2 separate regions of the Mustela erminea genome follow, and region 2 is linked to region 1. A link is a contact called in public Hi-C data. All regions are on one chromosome and are shown on one strand. The core of a region is the stretch at or near the end of the contact, and the rest is flanking DNA. Distances in the headings are between cores, read along the strand shown. Region 1 holds the start of GGCT (gamma-glutamylcyclotransferase). Region 2 holds the start of FKBP14 (peptidyl-prolyl cis-trans isomerase FKBP14).

Region 1 (5,009 bases), core at 1,826-4,325:
GTCATTGCTAGCTACATAACCTGGGGCAAGTGAGTTAACCTACTGCAACTCAAGTTTCTTCAACTGTAAAATGAGAATAATATTAGTACCTGTCTCCATAGGGCTATTTTCAGGATTAAATGAGTTAATATATATGAATTTAGATTGGTGCCTGGTATTTGATTAAGTGCTCAGTGAATGTTAACTATTAACCAAGCTATGGTTAAATTTGGAAGAACAAAGACCCTTGCTGTCTACTGCCTTAGCCAACAGGGGTCAGTATGCAGCAAGCTACACAGCTAAATAAAATGCTTAATGGGCGTAAAAAGAGATTTTCAGTTGTTTGAGGAAACATCAGGGCTTCAGAAAATTTTTGTGAAATGGTGTTAAGAAAAATAAGTAACCATAAAATTGGGCAATTAGTGAGAAACATAGGAAGAGGAAAAAAAGTCAAAATAATAAAAATAAATACATTTACAATGTCTAAAAGCAATTTAAAATGCAGAAGGACATTTTAAGTGGGAATGCTCAAAAGCAGAGGCCTTGAGAATTCATGATACAATAGAACACTATCTTGCCAACAAGAGCAGCTTGGTCACTGAAGTAACCAAGTACGTAGTTTAAGTTCTACCTTGATGTTTGAGGGATGGGAGAAGGTATGTAACATCCTATTTTCCTATTACATAACAACAGTGTTATTGCTTATTGAGTGCTCACTGTATGCCAAGTGCTCTACACATATTACCATATTTCTTTGACTTTTTAACTCAAAAATGTTGAAATATATAGAAGAGGATAGAAAATAAAATGAATATCCATATACACATCAATCAATTGAGCATTGAACACTTTCCATATTTTAATTTTTCTAAATTAATTATCAGGGACTCCTGGGTGGCTTAGTGGGTTAAAGCCTCTGCCTTCGGCTCAGGTCATGATCCCAGGGTCCTGGATTGGAGCCCTGCACTGGGCTCTCTGCTCAGCAGGGAACCTGCTTCTCCCTCTCCCTCTCTACCTGCCTCTCTGCCTACTTGTGATCTGTCAAATAAATAAATAAAATCTTCAAGAAAAAAAAAAATCAAACATTTTACCCCAAAATACATTATTATGTCTCTAAAAATAGAGACATTTTTCTACATCAGCAAATGCTATTATCATACCTAATAAAAAAGCAATTGTTTAATATCATCTCGTGCCCTAGTTCCTATTCAGATTTAATTGTGCCCCAAATATCTTTTATATCTGGTTTACTGAACCAGAACATAGGACAAGCCATTGCATGTAGTTACTATGTCTCTTCGGTATCTTTTAATCTGGAACAGCCTGCACTGTCCAGTTTTTTTGTTTGTTTCTTTTCGGGTTTTGTTGGGTTTTGTTTTTTTATGTTTTTTTTTGTAACTACACTGACTTAATTTAAGAGACAGCCATTTGTTCTTCATGATGTCCCACCACTTGTTCAGAATTTTTCTGATTGTTTCCTCTTGGTGTCATTTTATTCTATCCTTGTAGTTCCTGCTGAGCTTGATGATACAGAAGTGAAAGAGGGTGGGGAACAATACTTCACAAACAATACTGGGGCTTCCTCTTGTATCATATCAGGAGGCACATAATGTCCAATTGGTCCACTTTAGTGATTATAAGATTGATCTAGTTTAAGATGGGAGGGACCAGATTCCTTCACTGTCATTATATTTTTCTTCTGACTACAGCTAGCAATCCCTGGGGGATAATTTGGCCCTTGGGGAGTATTCTGTTCCCTGTCACCCTTTCACCATGATGATCCTGGCATGAATCAGTTATTTAATTAGGGGCTACAAGATGGTGATATTTGAATTCTACCACTCATCTTACATTATTTAGCTAGCATACTTTTGTAAAGAGAACCATTTCCTCATCAACTGGGGCTATTTGGTTACCTTGAAATGCAGCTGTAAGTAGGAGGGCAGAATAAATGTTTATTTTCTTAAATTACAACTTTTCAGGGTAAAGAGTTGCTGTAACAGTCACCATAACAAATGAGGCTTTTAAAAATTGTTTTTTATATATGGTTTACTCTTTTGGTGGGACTTTTATGTTTGACATTTTCAGTCAATTGCAGTCATTATTTTTGGTACTCAAATTGTTCTAAATTTGGCCAGTGGGCATTTCTTCAAGCTGGCTCCCGTGTCCTTTTGAAAGGACCTCGTTTTTCTTGGATACTTCCAGACTTTACTGCCACAAGATGTTCCAAGTGCTCCAGCTTCTGACCTGGCATAAACCATTTCTCCAAGGAGCCCTGGGGCCTTTTAGTGGAGAGTGATATGTGGAGATCAAAATCTAGGTGCCAGGGATAACCACTCCCCTGAGTTCAAATTAATACTTTCATTTCAAAGTTAACCGTATAAGGTTTTATTTCTTGTTTTTATATTTTCATATCTTATTTTACATTGGAGTTTTTGTACCGAATAACATTAACAAATTATTCTTTAAATACTCAAACCAACCCCGTGAGATAGGGGATCATAAGTTATATGACTGTGATCATAATTTATGTTAAAATCGCTATTTTACAAGGAGGAAAGCGATGAGAGGTGCCCGAGCTTACGTGGCCAGTAAATGGCTGCGTCCGGATTTGAAGCCGGCACGCTACTTCCATCCGGAGAGTCCCAGTCATTTCGCAGGGTCGTCACCGAGGTGATCAGGGCTGAGGGTGAGAGAACCAGCATGAGGAGGGAATTGGCCCGTCGTGACCGACCGACTGCTTCAAACCGGGAGGGCAGAGCGGGGGCGCGCTCCCTAACGAGCACGAAACACCTGGGAACCACACATGCACCACCCGAAGATGAGGAAACCTGGTCAGGACCACGCGGCGCAGCCCCCAAAACAAACCCACGGGTCCTGACCCGCCTCCTATGCGTAAGAGCCCGCCCACCCGCCAATCGTACGGAGCCTTGAGCATGGGGGCGGGATAACAGAGGAGCATGGCCAATGAGGAATCGGCTCCCGGTCGCCACACGACGGAGTATTTCCGAGTCCTAACTGGAGAGCGAAGAGGAGGTGGCGGGCTTGGCCAATCAGAAGGGGAGACTCAACATTTGGGACCAGCAGCCAATCAGAAGACTGGTCGCAGCCGAATCGTCCGGCCCACGCTTCCCGCCTTTCCGCTAACTCCAGAGACAGCCGCTAGTCAGCCACGGGAGTTCGGACCGTCGCAGTCTTCTCAGAGTCGTACGGCCGACCCCGGGGCCGCGCGGGTGTCGGGCGGAACATGGCGAACTCGGGCTGTGAGGACCTCCGAGGCCAGGAGGAGGAGAGTTTTCTGTACTTCGCCTACGGTAGCAATCTGCTGACGGAGCGGATCCACCTCCGAAACCCGTCGGCCGCGTTCTGCTGCGTGGCCCGCCTGCAGGTCAGTGCTGCCCGCGCGCGGCCCCTGCAGCGGCGGGTCCACCCTGCGGACGTGGGGACAGGATTTCGAGAAGTCGCTTTCTCGGGGCCGGGGGAATGCGCCTCTTGCTGATAGCAGCACGTCGGGACTGTCTTCTCTGTCTGGCTTCTGCCCTCCTGGTCAAGCCCGCCCGGCAGCTGTGCGCCCCCGGGCCGCCCTGAGCCCCCTGAGGACTTTCCCCCGGGAGGCTCGTTCTGCCCCGACCTGGCCACCACTCTTGCCCACCGACTTAGAAGGGAGTCCGTTGCTCGCTCTCCTCCCTATCACACCTTCGCTGCAAGGCTTGTCAGCTGGAGTTCTGAAACTCCGTTCACCTGTTGCTCGCTCCTGACGGGAGAGGTCCTGAAAGCCGGCACCGTGTCGGGAGTCATAGTAAGGGCCGAGCGCAGTTAAGTCAGACCACTGGATGAACCATAACCCGCCTTGGTAAAAGTCATTGCTCTTCAGGGGCGCCTGGCCGGCTCGGTCGGAGGACCTTGTGACCCTTGGTCTCAGGCCCTGAGTTCGAGCCACACCTTGGGTATAGAGATTACTTAAATAAATAAAAACTTCAAAGTAATTGCTCTTCGGTACAATCCATTCATTCCTTTGGTAGGTTTTTTCCCTTGTAGGTACAGAAATGATAGAGTTAAGTGGGCTGCCTTGAGGACCTGACCAGGTCTATAGGGAGGACACCCCCCCCCCCCCAAATGATGTAGAAAACCTTTTGACATTGCTGAATTAGACAGACATGGTCTCTGCTGTCCTTACCAGGTTCTTAGTTGCAAGCAACAGAAAGTGGCTGATTTAAGCAGGAAATGAATGTGTTGAAAGGCTGTTAGAAGACTCACAGAATGACCACAGAACTGATAAACAGAGGCATAAAGGTGCCTGGCTGAGTCAGTGGGTGGAGCATCTCAGGGTTGTGAGTTCAAGCCCCACTTTGGATGTGGAGCCTACTTCAAAAATAAAACAAAAAACAGGCAGTCATAAAGGGAAGTACAGCAACCACAGCAGCCAATATCACAGACAGAACCAGCCTAGGAGGCCACTGGGGCATCACTGCTGAACTTGGTCAATATGGACACTTAAGTTGTGCATTACTGACCCTCCCTTCTCTGGACCTTGCCTGCTACTGTCAGTATACCCCTGCAGTTCCTGAAACCGGGATGTAGCCACCACCTACAGGGTGGAGTTTCTGCTGTTCTTGGGCACTAGCTTCTAATTCAGAGTCCCAGGTGGGTGTCCTGGTTGGCTAACTCTTGGTCACGTGCCCATGCCCTGACTGCAAGCAGAACTGGGAGAACCAACTGCTGGCATTTGAAGCCTCAGAAATGGGAGTTGGGGTCTAGCACTTTCTACCCCCAGACTCCTAAGGTAGGGAATTGCCCAACTGTAGAAAAGAAGTTCAGATGCTTATAGTTGGGACAAGTGGAAGAGCTATCAAGCAAATGGTTACTGAGGTTCAGATATGGTGAGTTTAAAAAGGAGACATGTTGGGGCGCCTAGGTGGCTCAGTGGGTTAAGCCTCTGCTTTCGGCTCAGGTCATGGTCTCAGGCTCCTGTGATCAAGCCCCACATCGGGCTCTCTGCTCCTCGGGGAGCCTGCTCCCCCCCCCCCCCC
Region 2 (5,009 bases), core at 1,413-3,912, 450 kb after region 1:
AGTCTGCTTCCTCCTCTCTGCCTCTCTGCCTACTTGTGATCTCTCTCTGTCAAATAAATAAATAAAATCTTAAAAAAAAAAACTGTTCTATCAAAGAACGGGTGGGACAATATATCTGTCCCACTATAAGAGATACAGGGAATACTTTTGGTTTCAAATACAGTGCTACAAAAATTAATAAGTGTCCAGCTCATTTTCCACAACAAAGTTTAGTTCCCAAAAGGTGAGTAACACAAGTTTCCAGCAAGCAGAAGGCTTTTACTAAACATTGGTTGCACAAATGGGAAAAAAAAAAAAAAGCTAGTTCTGAATCATATTCACAGTTGGAGAATAGTTATGACCTTCCAAGATACGAAATAAAGTACTTCCACACATGGGAAAGGGGGCGGGGTACTATTTTTAAGCCATTCTGCTCAGCAGTGCAACAAAACAGTTGCTACGGTTTCATTTTTTGGTAATTTGTGAGTCTGTAAAACAAAAAGAATGCTCAGTGAGAAAAGCAAAAACCGTGTACCTACTTTGGAGCGTTCGAACTGTTGAGATGGAACTCTTGATACCTTGGTCCGCCTAGCTGACTCCGAAGGTGACAAAAAGAAAGTGTTTGCACTGGGGACTTTGTTTGAAAAAAGGACCTTTTACCTCCGGAATTCCAGCTCACCTTCGGCATTCATTTGAAACCTTCCAACCTATCTGCTGGCCGGGCGAGACCAGCTCCTTGGCCAGAATTCGACAGACTCCCAGAAGACCCCACTGCGGAAGGCAGCGGCCCCCTCCCGCTGACACCGAGGGCATCCTGCCTTTCAAGTGACCCCAAAACTCAGTATTTCATAGCTTCTCCTGAAGCGAAAGGTCAGCCAAGGCCCTCATCGAGCCCCAACAGAGGTCTGTATCCGAAGAGCATGGGTGACACGGTCCTGTGAGAATACCTTTGGGTAAATACTCCCGGGCCATGCAGGCCTCTGGTTTCAGGAGGGACCATGACCCCGACCCCCAGGACTCGCGTCCCGACGTCGCCCTCCGGCTGCTCAAACAAAGGACCCGGCGTCTAGCGCGTCCCCCACTCACCGCTCAGATAGTTGGTCCACTTGTACAGCACCCCCTCCATGGCGCCCCAGGCCCCTTGGTCCCCGCCGCGCCAGGGCCGTTTCCCCTCGCCCGCCGGCACCTCACTGCCCCAAGCCCCAGGAGGCGAGGAGCACCGGCAGCAGGGCCATAGCCCAGCGCTGCCGAGCCGCCGACTCCCGGCGCCCGGGCCCGGTGCGGGGACGCCTGGCCAGTCTCTCACATCCTCGGCCCGGGGGCGGGGTCACTGCGGCTGCCTCGGCACGGGAGGAAGAGGCTGGCCAGGGGGCCCGCGCGGTGGAGCCGGCGCACTGACCACGAGGAGGCCAAGGCACCCTGTGGGCCCGAGTGGTGGCTGCAGCCTCCAAGTTGACGCTAGCTAGGCAGCGGGTCGCAGGCGGTGCAACCGCAAGCTACCTGAGTCCCCGACCCGCGGGGCCCGGGGCCCGCTTGCGCATGCCCAGGGCGCCGTCCGCGCGCACGTTCCCAAAATCCACTCCGGAGTTTGGCAGCAACCGCGGCGGCGGCGGCGGCGGCGGCAGGGCTGACGTAGCGGGAGGGGCAGGCAGGGAAATTGAGTCCTGGGAGGCGGGATTGCGAGTAAGCGAAGGGTCTGAGGATCCGAAGGATCAGTGTGGCATACAATCATGTTAACGGTACCATAGATTGGGAAGAACCCACCACTCTGTGTTTGGGGGTCAATGTGACCCCTTGGGGTGCCTCCTGCGTCCTACTTCCCAGGGTCCAATTCTTATCTCAAAGGTAATTAATCCCACAAAATCGACCTAGCCAGCAATAGAGCCTACAGAGTTGCTGGGAATTTCACAATAGGATACTGTGAGGCTAGTAAACATGTTGTCTAAACCCTAAGGCCTCGCTGCTGGAAGTGTGATCCACGGACAGCGGCATTGGCTGCACCTACGAGTTTGTCAAAACCGCAGGATCTCACCCCCAGCCCAGGACTCCTGAGTCGACATCTGCATTTTAAACAAGATTCTCGGGGGGATTCCTAAGCATATTAAAGTGTGAGAAATTACTGTGCTAAGGATATTTGTCCAGGGAAAACGTTAACAACAGATTAAGTGGAAAGAGCAGAGTACGAAACAAAGTGTACAATCTGGTCCAAATTATTTTAGGTTTATGTCAGGGAAGCATGCACCAAAAATGTTAAGGTGATTATTTGTAGATGGTGGCGCTACAGACGATCTTTTTTTCTCTCTTTTTCTTTAGCATAAGATTGCCAGATTTAGCATGTAAAATACAGAATGGATTCGTTATTTTCTGAAATTCATATTTAATTCGACTCCTGTATTTTAACCGGAAAAGCTACTTTCGTGTTTTCCAGTCTCTTCCAAATCGACCATAACGAACATGTTTTGCTTTTGAAACTAGGCTAAAAAGGTAAAACAAGTAATTTTAACTAAAATAAGCCCATGTATTTCATCACCGTGATGACTGTTTCTTTTTTAAAGTGGAGGTCTGCGCCTCCTTATCCACGCTAGAAGCTATCATTGACCCTCTACACTACGGTTACCACCTTGTGATAAATATTAGCAGCCATAACATTACGCGGCTTTGTAGAACGCAACGGATCGGGTTTGAGGGCGGAGCTCAACTGCTTTGAGGCTGAACAACTTTAAACGGGACCTTAACCTCTCCCAGCCCAGATATACTTATCCTTTAACTGGGATTAAAGAACCAGCTTTACCCGCAGTGCTGCGAGGTGTGTACGCACGGGAACGCAACGCGCTCTGCGAACCCTACAGAACTATTAAAGTCTTTATCGTCTATACCGTAAATTAAATAATCGCATTAGCAGGAGGGTGGAATCCTGGGGGCGGCCTCTCAGCATCTGCGAGAGTAAACTATTGTTTCCGGAAACCGCTAACCTTTCACCCGGCCCAGTACTCTTCCCAGGAAGCTGAGCCCGCATATTTTACAGATGTAAATCGGGCGGAGGCGTTTCCGGTTAGCCCCGCGCGTCTCCGGGTCCCCAGAAGTCCGACATTGTGAAATTCTTTAATCCTCCGAACTCTAGGACCACTCCCCGCGGTTCGCAGCCAGACCCGCGGACAGCTCCGCCCAGCTGTAATTGTTGCAGCATCATTGGTTTGAGGGTCTCCAGCGGACAGCACCGTAAGCCAATGGGAAGTCGTCTTTCTCCGGCGGCCGAGCTATGTGAGCCAGTCAGACCCGGGTTTGGAGTTTAACTCTTTAGAGATGGGTTCGCCGAGCGTGGGAAAGTTGTAGTGAATGTGCCACGTCTGCTAGGATCGGGGAATAATGAACGTGCCAGAGGCCGTTGTCCTTACGCCTTCAACTATATTCCTAGCTCTATGAAGTGGGGGGTCCTTTCTCTGTTTTTGTGGGAACTTCTTTCCAGCTCCAGCAACATGAGGCTTTTCTTGTGCAACGCGGTGTTGACGCTGTTGGTCACTTCTTTGAGCGGGGCTCTGATCCCTGAACCAGAAGTGAAAATTGAGGTGCTCCAGAAACCTTTCATCTGCCATCGCAAGACCAAAGGGGGGGATTTGATGTTGGTCCACTATGAAGGTTACTTAGAAAAGGATGGCTCCTTATTTCACTCCACGTAAGTAATTGTACCCTGAAGGCGAAGTAGTGAAGAACCCACCCACCTATATGCCAGACCTCGGGCAGGAGAGGTAGCCTGCACCAAGTTTTCACCTCTCTTACAAAAAAAAAAAAAAAAAAAAAAAAAAAAAAAAAAAAAAGGCGATATATTATTTCCTTCTTTGGGAAAGGAAATTGTTTAACCACAATCTTATATAACGGGGCCTGTGAAGTTCTTATTGGAAACGTGGTAAGGATAAGGGGTTAATTTTTTATTATAAAAATTCGCGCTAGAATCTTTGAAATACTGCAGAAATATCTAGATGTATAGTTAGGCGGTACGTAGAAAAAAAAAGGAATTCTTATTTTTCATACTTCATTCCCGAGAGAAAAAGGTCTCAATTCCATTTTTTATTTGGTGTAAGTGAAATTTACTTAAAACTTTACACAGCGACTTCATGAGACGTATACACAATCATTTATTTGCTTGTTGTAGGGTATGCTAATCCAGTCCATTGGTCTATTTAATCTTTGTACTTACAGATAACATTTTGGTCAAGGCACAGTACCATGATTTGTTTCATTATTTGTTTCTTTCTAGAAATTCAAAGACTTCATTGATGGGTGTGGGTGTGGTTATGGAAGATTAATCCAATACCTACAGTGAAGGATTTTCAGGTGGTTACACTATCATTATTTCTGTTCTATAAACAAAGAAATTGCAACATGGAAAAGTTTTACAAGTGTACTGATTTCTAATTAAGCATTGATTCTCTTCATTCCATTCCAAAAGTGTTTATTGAGCATTTCTTTTATGTTAGGTCTTATGCTTGATACTAGGGAGATTAAAAAATTTTTGCTTCTCCATCCTTGTCCATTCATTTATCTGTCCATCTAACAAACCCTTGTTGAGTGCCCACAAGTCAGGCCTTGAGGATGCAAAGATGATTAAGAGTGGATCCTTGTCCTTCAGCAGAACATCATCTACAGAGAGGGGAGGAAGACAAGTCAGTAACTCATGCTATATAGTACAGAATGTTCAGATGTTCACAAGGCATAATGGATCCTTATTTATGATCTGAGAGGTGGACAAAGAGAAAGACTTTTCAGAGACCATAATTGAGATGGGCCTTGAAAGATGGGTGAAAGATTCCTTCTGGTGGAGAATGGGGGCAGAGAGGACATGCCAGGTAGAGAATGGCATGAACTAAAGAAGTGTAACTTTGTGGCCTTTCCTGGATCTGATTTTTGATGACCTGCCATCATTGAGCATTCAGTCCTGGTCTGTTTTTAGAGAAGTGAATGGCACCCTTCTTTGAACTCTGTTAGCCCTTCTAAAACTTTCAAAACAGTGGCTTGCCATAGAATTCGCAACA

The links. A called contact is a pair of places that touch in the nucleus more often than the background predicts.
Region 2: a Hi-C map of skeletal muscle shows a contact between it and region 1, with 16 times the contacts expected there. The contact joins the promoter of FKBP14 here to the promoter of GGCT in region 1. A contact is called at or near these places in 2 of 3 Hi-C or Micro-C datasets (skeletal muscle and spleen).

The regions. Positions count from the first base shown.
Region 1 is chr11:45,623,539-45,628,547 of mMusErm1.Pri, forward strand. It overlaps GGCT (gamma-glutamylcyclotransferase), which reads left to right and starts at 3,076. Exons shown (of 4, transcript XM_032304056.1): 1 at 3,076-3,367. The coding sequence starts at 3,227.
Region 2 is chr11:46,070,154-46,075,162 of mMusErm1.Pri, forward strand. FKBP14 (peptidyl-prolyl cis-trans isomerase FKBP14) reads left to right here and starts at 2,663. Exons shown (of 5, transcript XM_032304355.1): 1 at 2,663-2,785; 2 at 3,101-3,652. The coding sequence starts at 3,399. PLEKHA8 (pleckstrin homology domain-containing family A member 8) reads right to left here and starts at 1,550. Exons shown (of 14, transcript XM_032304354.1): 1 at 1,066-1,550. The coding sequence starts at 1,105.